Linked DNA regions of Sus scrofa: region 1 is linked to region 2. A link is a contact called in public Hi-C data. All regions are on one chromosome and are shown on one strand. Each heading gives the region's core, a stretch centred on a gene start, on an enhancer-like site or on the middle of the called end of the contact. The rest is flanking DNA. Distances are from core to core; before and after follow the strand shown.

Region 1 (3,980 bases), core at 1,239-3,738, 87 kb after region 2:
CCATGGTGGCCCAGTGGTAAAGAACCCCACTAGTGTCCATGTGGATGCAGGCTCAATCCCTGGCCTTGCTCAGTGGGTTAAGAATCCTGTGTTGCCCTGAGCTATGGTATAGGCTGGTGACTACAGCTCAGATTCAACCCCTAGCCTGGGAACTTCCATATGCAGTGGGTGCGACCTTAAAAACACCAAAAAAAAAAAAAAAAGAACGAAAGAAAAAGGAAGGGGGAGAGGGTAGCCTAGAGAGTGGGGAGGCTCATTCTAAAGAAGAGAGAGGCCTTTAGTGAGTGCATGGCAGAACCCTTAATCCAGGGAATGGAAGGTTCATCTGGGGCAGTGGCTGCCCTTTACCTACTCAGTGGGATCGATTGGGAAGCTTTTAAAAATGCTAATGCCAGGATGCCACCTTAGAGATCAGAATGAACTGTTCAGAGTATTATCTAAACAGCTCTTGAAAGTCCCAAGTGATGTCAACTTTCAGTCAAGGCTCAGGACCACTGCTCTGTGGCAGGGGAGTGAATCCCACAGGGTGGAAAACTGATAGAAGGCTTGGAAATGTTGGCCTCTGCAGGTAGGAAAGGCTGTCCTGAGGAATGGGGACAGGGTCTTCCTAAGGAAGGGCAGAACATTTTCCTGAGACCTGGGAAGTCATATGCCAGGGAATGGAGGGGAGTGTCACTCGACTCTGACGAGCCTGTCTAGAAAATGAAGGGAGACAGTCTGTTTGAGAATAGGGTTCCCAGAGGCCTTATAGCAGAGCGGGTAAAGGCCAGGACTTTAGGGTTCAAGCCCTGTTCTTCTCCCAACTGAGCATGTCCTCTGGGGTACATTACTTAGCCTACCTATGCCTCAGTTTCTTTATTTCTTTTTTTCTTTTTAGGCCTGCACCTGCAGCACATAGAAGTTCCCAGGCTAGGGGTCAGATCGGAGCTGCAGCTGCCAGCCTATGCCACAGCCACAGCAATGTGGGATCCGAGCCGAATCTGTAACCTACACCACAGCTTACGGCAATGCTGGATCCTTAACCCACTAAGGGAGGCCAGGGATCAAACCCACATCCTCATGGATACTAGCTGAGTTCTTTTTTTTTTTTAGAGACTTTATTTTTTGTTTGTTTGTTTGTTTTTGTTTTGTTTTGTTTTTTGCTTTATCTAGGGCTGCTCCCACGGCATGTGGAGGTTCCCAGGCTAGGGGTCGAATCGGAGCTGTAGACACCGGCCTACACCAGAGCCACAGCAACGCGGGATCCGGGCCGTGTCTGCAACCTACACCACAGCTTGCGGCAATGCCCACTGATCAAGGCCAGGGATTGAACCCGCAACCTCATGGTTCCTAGTTGGATTCATTAACCACTGAGCCACGATGGGAACTCCGAACTCCTCTTTATTTCTAAAGAGATGTTGAAATACCCTCCTCATAGGGATAGTGTGAGCATTAAATGAGATAATGCAACTCTTGGGGCGGGAAGTCCACAGCAGAGCACTGGAGGTTGGTGCTCTGGAGCATGGGGTCGAGGGTGGGGGAAGGTAGAGAGAATTGGACCTAACATCTGTATAAAGGAGTTCCTGTCATGGCGCATCAGAAACGAATCCCACTAGGAACCATGAGGTTGTGGGTTCTATCCCTGGCCTCGCTCAGTGGGTTAAGGATCTGGCGTTGCCATGAGCTATACTGTAAGCCAGTAGCTGTAGCTCTGATTTGACACCTAGCCTGGGAACCTCCATATGCCGCGAGTGTGGCCCTAAAAAGCAAAAAAAAAAAAAAAAAAAAAAAACCAAAACAAAACCAGTGTGAAATTCTGCCACAGGATGGGGCCTGGAAATGTCCTGCAGGGGCCGCCAGCCTCCAGGCTGCGGAGAGGCTGGTGGGGCAGGGGGAGGGGAACCAGGAGGGGAGAGGTTTGACTGCTAGTAACCTCTCATCTGCTGCAGTAAGAAGAAGCCTCAGCGGTGGCAGCATCACCAGCAGCGTCCCCTCCCATCGTCTCTGCTGTGTGACAGGTGGGAACTTAAAAGCTCAGGTCACATGTCTCAGTCAGCTAACCTACTTACCCCTTGAAGACTGGGGCCAGGGCAGGCAGGGGCCAAGAGGAATTGCCTGAGAAAGGAGCAGAGCAGGAGAAAGCCTCAAGAGTGCTCTGGGGATCTACATTTGAAGGCTTGTGGGATGAGGGAGAGAAGGCACGCATGTCAGTGTTCTGGGAGCCCTGTGTGTAGGCCTTGGCACACAGGTGCCTCCAGCATCAGGCATTGCCTGTCTTAAGGGCCCGAATTTGCCCGGGAGAATAAAGATTTCCACCATCAGAGCAGGCTCAACTCTGGGTACCAGTTTAACCTTGGAGCTAGCTGCCTGCATGCTCCGCCAAAACGGCCACCTTCCGTCCCTTTTAAACTAGTCTCTCCCTGAGAGAGGGAATGGCTTGGGGGGAGGGCTGGGGGCGGGGTGCGGTTGTGGGCTGTGGGGGTGGTAGTATGGAGGAGGTTCCAAGACTTGCTTTCAAAGCCGTTTTATCTAGTTTGGGGATTCGAGGGCGGAGGTGTGTGTGCCTGAGCTCAAGGGCCAGAACTGAGGGAAATCGATGGGGGGGGGGGGCAGTGCAGACAGTCTGACAGCTTCGCAATCCCTTGAGAGTGATGGAATCTGTACCCCCTCCCCCATCACCATTGTATAGTCTATAATCCAGGAAGCCGTCCCCTCTGAGTGACTTCAGTTCTCCTTTCCTCACTGCCCCCAAGTCTGCCCTTCGCCACCAGTCCCCAGTCCTGGGTCCACAATTGCACCAGCTCCGGCACCCTGCGTCGCTGGCTCGGCTCTCCCCTTCGCCATCCTCGCTCCCAGCGGACTGAGGGGCGGCGCGGGCCCTTTAAGAACAGCGGGACCCGGGAGCAGCAGCGGAGCAGAGCGCAGTCGCCCGGCTGGTTCGGGAGGACACAGCGCTGAGGGGCTCAGGGAACCGGGTGTGCGCGGCCGAGCGGAGTAGGGGCGCACCGCAATCACCCCTTCCCAACCTAGTCATCTCTCCTCCGACTTGAGGCCCGGGCCCTCCCCTGTCGCCTGCCCCGCCCCGGCCCCGCCCCGGCCCGGCCGCCGGGACCGGGAGCCGGGACGCCGGTGCCGCAGCCTGAGGCAGGTAAGGAGGGCCCAAAGTCTCCATCCTTGGCCCGTGGCCGCGCTAAGCATCCCGGCTCCAAATCGGCCCGGGAGCGCGTCAAGGTGACCAGGCACGCGGGAGGTGAGAGGAAGTGAGCCCGCCTTGAGGGGCTTAATTGGCAGTGGGGGTTTTGAGTCCGGGTGGTGCGCCGATCTTTGGGGAGAGCCCAGGTCCCGCGGACCCAGGGGCGCCGGCGGGAGGGGCCGGCCGGGGCGTATCTCCTAGGGATGGGGAGGGGGACGCAGCGGGAGGCTCAGAGCCTGCTCTTCCACCGCCTTTGCCTGGTCCACCCTGCGCTCACCCTGCTACCCTGACCTCCCAGCAGGCAACCTCCGTCGGCCACCCCTTCTTTTTTCCCCTCCCCCATCTAGTCCCCAGGGGCTGCTGGCCTGCGGGGTAAGGAGATTAGAGCCTCGGTGGGGAGGAGGGAGCGGGCGAGGGCTTTGAGGGACCGGGCTGGGGCCAGGCTGGGGCTGGGGCTGCCCGGGACCGAGGAGAGGTGTGGACTGAACGTTGCTGCGCGGGAGTAGTGGTCGGCGGAGGGCAGGTGCTCCGGCGGTGGGCTGTAGGATGCTCCCAGTAGCCGATCTACCCCGAGGAGGCGGGGACTGGGGGCGAGGGCAGCATTAGAAAGCAAGGGCGCTTTGAGCCAGGGATCGAGGTCTGCCCGAAACTGAGCAGGCCCTCTTTCTGCAGGCCGGCGGCGGCGGCGGCGGCGGCGTGATGGCGGAGAAGGCGCTGGAGGCTGTGGGCTGTGGACTAGGACCTGGGGCTGTGGCCATGGCCGTGGCGCTGGAGGATGGGGCGGAGCCCCCAATGCTGACCACGCACC
Region 2 (4,145 bases), core at 693-3,192:
TTATTCTCCTGCTTCCCCAGGAGATGCTGGAAGTAACGCAGTGTAGCCTTTGGATTCTTGATGGCCTAAGAGGTAAAGGAGAAGCAGAGCATTAGGCTCCCAAGCCTAACATCACTGATCTCATACCCCAGAGACCGATCAGGGAACAGGCTCCGGGGTCAGTCATCCCCTCTCCTCTGGCCCTTGCTTCTGGCAAGGGGGTGGGCTGCTAGCTCACCATGCTTGCTGCACTGTCTCCAAAGAATCTTTCATTCTCTTTCAGGGTCACAGTCACTGGGGTTTTCCTCCGGGATTCCCTGAGGAAAAGAGACACTGAGATCAGATGCCCAACGGCAAGGTGTGTTCTCAAGAGCCTCCATACCCCACATACAATCAATCATGCAGACACCAAGGCCTGTTGAGGGCACCAGAAAGAATACATGGCAGCTTGGGGTCCAGACTCCCTCTTTCCCCACCCAACACTGGGGCTGCCCTCACTTGTTCAAGACAATCTCCATAGGCACTCCAGGTTTGACAATGGCCACCTTCATGGACTCGCTGCCCAGGTCCACGGACATCACTGCCAGTGTGTCTGAAGGGGAAACAGATTTGTCAATTAGCCCCCTTTCCCCATCTTCCTGAGGGCCTGCTCATTAAAGCACCTTCCATGGAGAAGGTAGGACAGAGAAAGACAAAGGTGTGGGTCCAGCAGCTCAAGACTGCAGAGGCTTCCCACCACACATCACTCATCCTTCACTCATTTATGTCTCTTTGGATGCCTCTGTTGGGGTACACACCACTCAGCGCCAGCAGGTCTGCCAAGAGCACAGCCATCAAGGCCCAACAGGCTAGCCTCCTCGGCCTCTGCCTCCTGACCATGGCTGCCATTGCGTCCCTGGGGGAGGAGAAAAACAACACCTGTAACTAACTGGATGCCCTGAGTAAGGAGGCAGAACCTCATCCAGAACAGAGAAGCTTTAAAATTCCTACCTCCTCCATCCTCACCCAGGGCAGGGCAGTCTACATCCCTTCCCCTCCTTCCTAGTGAGAAACAAGCACTCTCATCGTCCTCAGAAGTACCCACACAAAGGCCCAGGTGAAATGACATGAGTCCTGAGCTAAAGCCACTACATCCCTAAACAGGGAAGGTAACAGAGCAGGAGGAAGAAAACCAGGGCCTTCCGCCCACGGCAACCAGCGCATTCTAGCACTGTCCCTGATGTCAGACACCTGGGGGGCGGCCAGAGATCCCGGCCCAGGGCTCAACTACCTTCCCACACCTGGGGGCCCTCCGCTGGCGGGGAAAGCCAGGTCGGGCCTGGACAGGAACTGAGAGATGGTGACGTTGGGGGAGGAGGAGATGGAAGAAGGGCCTGTCTCATCAGCATCCCTTCGGGTTGTCCGGCCTGTCCCCCTTCTTCATCCCATCCCGGGCCCAGCTGCCTACACAGACGCTGAGTCTGGAACGGTAAGAGTCCGGGACGGACGGGTACCGAGTCCCCCGAGTTCACCTGCCGAAGGCGGTGGCTCTCACTCCCGGAAACCGTCCCTAGCCCACCCCTAAGGTGTGTGGGCGGCCCGAGGACCGAGCTGCGGGGCCAAGCTCACCGGCGTCCGCGCGGCCCTCACTCCCGCTACCGACCCGCCCCCGGAGCTAGCACGTTACCTCCCCTAGAAGGGGTGGTCGGTCCCCATCGCCATCCCCACCCCCTCTACCTTCTGCCTCCGCTCCTATGGCCCCAGCTCTGGGACAGACGCACTGGCGGACGGACCCACGAGGCTGGCAGAGCACCCCTCAAGCCCGCGCCCTTCACAACTCCCCTCGGTTTGCAAACTGTTACATTAGCCACCCACCTCTCGGCGGCGTCTCGCGCACCAGCCGGCCCGGGACGCGGCGTGCGCTCATTGGAGCCTCCGCCGCCCGGCCCTGCGCAGCACGCCCTGTCCTTCCCCCTGCCGCCCCGGCGCGCGCTCCCATTGGGCCACGTCCTAGGCCCGCCCCCTCCTCCGTCTCCAGCCCCTGCCGGGGAGGCAGCGAAGGGGCCAGTCAACCAGTTGGAAGAAAACCGCCGACGCCGGCTTCCGATTGGCCCACGTCATACGGCTCAGCGTCGGTCCTGGTGCGATCGCGGGACCTTTCCGGCTGCCTCGCTGGACGTCTGACTGCCCGGGTCGCGGGTAACCGGTACCTGGAGCAAGTGGGCGCAAAGATGGGCCCGCACTTGGCCCTCTCTTCCGGTCGGTTACCTGGGAACCCCGGCGGAGGAGCGGGAGTGACCCGCATCCCCTCCGCAGCCAAGCGGAAGAGGCGCTCTCTAGCTGGTCGGTATTGAACTGCCCTAGGCTTTGGCTGGAAATCAGAGAACCGCTGCGCTTCGGGCGTAGACCACCCCGACCTCCCTTCGTTTATTTTTTTAAAATGTGGTTTTTATTTTTCCATCATAGTTGATTTTCTTTTCGTTTTTTTGAGGAAAGTAAAACCACCAAAACAGATGCTCGCTGATGGGTCGGAGATAATGCTTGTCTTAGTGGCCGAATTTGGCCTAAACTCTTTTCTAATTTGTATGAGAAAGAATATTCCAAACTGCAAAACGCTATACACAAAATAATTTTACTTGTAATTGGTTAAGCACAGATACACCACCTCCTGTTTTTCTTCAATTAAACTTGTGCACATCCCTTTTTTTCTCCTTCGAATCAAAGCACCTCGGCAATTATCAACGCTCCTCACTCCTCTCTGTCCTTTACCGACCCATAGAAATGTATTTGGTCCTTGAAGAGCGCACTTTATTTTCTTTTCCCAGTTTTATTGAGATGAGCATACTTTTCTTTAATGTGAATATCGTTTGCTTCTCTCCTCTCACAAAATTGATGTCTGGCCTCCTTTCATAAAAGGTTCTCATGAAGGCCCTGGCAGTGACAGCTAGGGTTAGGTTAAGAAACCCTTATCTGTTCCTTTCCCTACATTTTTCTTGTTGATTAGGGAGAGAGAATTAAATTTCTGTGTCTCTTCTTCTTCTTATTTGGCCACTCTGGCAGCGTGTGAAGTTCCCTGGCCAGGGATTGAACTCAAGCCCCAGCACTAACCTGAGCTGCTACAGTAACAATGTTGGATCCTTAACACTGCTCTGCAAGGAAACTCCAGAGGATTCTACGCTTAGAAGATAAATCTTTCAGTACCAGGGAGAGGTCTATTTTTCTTCCCTTTAAGAATAGTTCAGGGGAGTTCCCATAGTGGACCAGTGGAAGTAAATCTGACTAGGAACCATGAGGTTGTGGGTTCGATCCCTGGCCTTGCTCAGTGGGTTAAGGATCTGGTGTTGCCGTGAGCTGTGGTGTGGGTGGCAGATGAGGCCTGGATCTGGAGTTGATGTGGCTGTGGCGTTGGCCGGCAGCTGTAGCTCTGAATAGACCCCTAGCCTGGGATCCTCCGTATGCTGAGGGAACAGCCTTAAAAAAGAAAAAAAAGAAAAAAAAAAAAGAATAGTTTAGTCCTCAGGTAGAAGAGAAATTGGTAGAAATAAAGAGAAATTCACTTAAAAGTTTAACTTTTTTTGGGGGGGCGCACCTGCGACACATGGAAATTCCCATGCTAGGGGTTGAATCAGAGCCACAGTTGCCAGCCAAAGCCACAGCTATGCCTGATCCAAGCTGCATCTGTGACCTACACTGCAGCTCATGGCAACACTGGATCCTTAACCCACTGAGCAAGGCCAGCGAGGCCAAGATTATCAATATAATCTTGATAGAAGTTCCAATATTCTAGATAAAGCAAAATCCCTTTGATACCATTTGCTACATCACTCTCTTCTCTGGAAGTATCTGCTGTTAGCAGGTAACAGTGGTGTATTAACATTCCAGGCCTTTTCCTCTGTATTTGGTGTATTTGTATATTCCTCTCTTGAAACATGTAGCTCTTGTCTTTTTTAGATGATTAAAATGTTATACAATTGGATTGTTTACAATTTGCTTTTTTTGTAACAGTAAATGATTGTTTTCCCTTGTCAGTGCATGAAGACTCACCTAATTTTTTAGTGCTACAGAACATTCCATAGCATGGGAGTTGTTTAGCCATAATAGTGGACAGAGAAGCTGCCATTTTGGAGTTTCCATCCTGGCGCAGTGGTTAACGAATCCGACTAGGAACCATAAGGTTTTGGGTTCGA

The links. Hi-C and Micro-C count contacts between places; a contact is called where the count stands out from the background.
Region 1: a contact with region 2 is called in a Hi-C map of fetal liver, with 1.7 times the contacts expected there. The contact joins the promoter of ABCG4 here to the promoter of HYOU1 in region 2. A contact is called at or near these places in 1 of 5 promoter capture datasets (fetal liver), 3 of 47 Hi-C or Micro-C datasets (epiblast stem cells, fetal liver and skeletal muscle) and 1 of 2 datasets of contacts at active chromatin or transcription factors (alveolar macrophages).

What each region holds. Positions count from the first base shown.
Region 1 is chr9:46,362,058-46,366,037 of Sscrofa11.1, forward strand. It overlaps ABCG4 (ATP-binding cassette sub-family G member 4), which reads left to right and starts at 2,489. Exons shown (of 15, transcript XM_013979467.2): 1 at 2,489-3,127; 2 at 3,845-3,980. The coding sequence starts at 3,872.
Region 2 is chr9:46,275,114-46,279,258 of Sscrofa11.1, forward strand. HYOU1 (hypoxia up-regulated protein 1) reads right to left here and starts at 1,943. Exons shown (of 25, transcript XM_021062954.1): 1 at 1,834-1,943; 2 at 777-874; 3 at 478-571; 4 at 218-296; 5 at 1-65. The coding sequence starts at 867.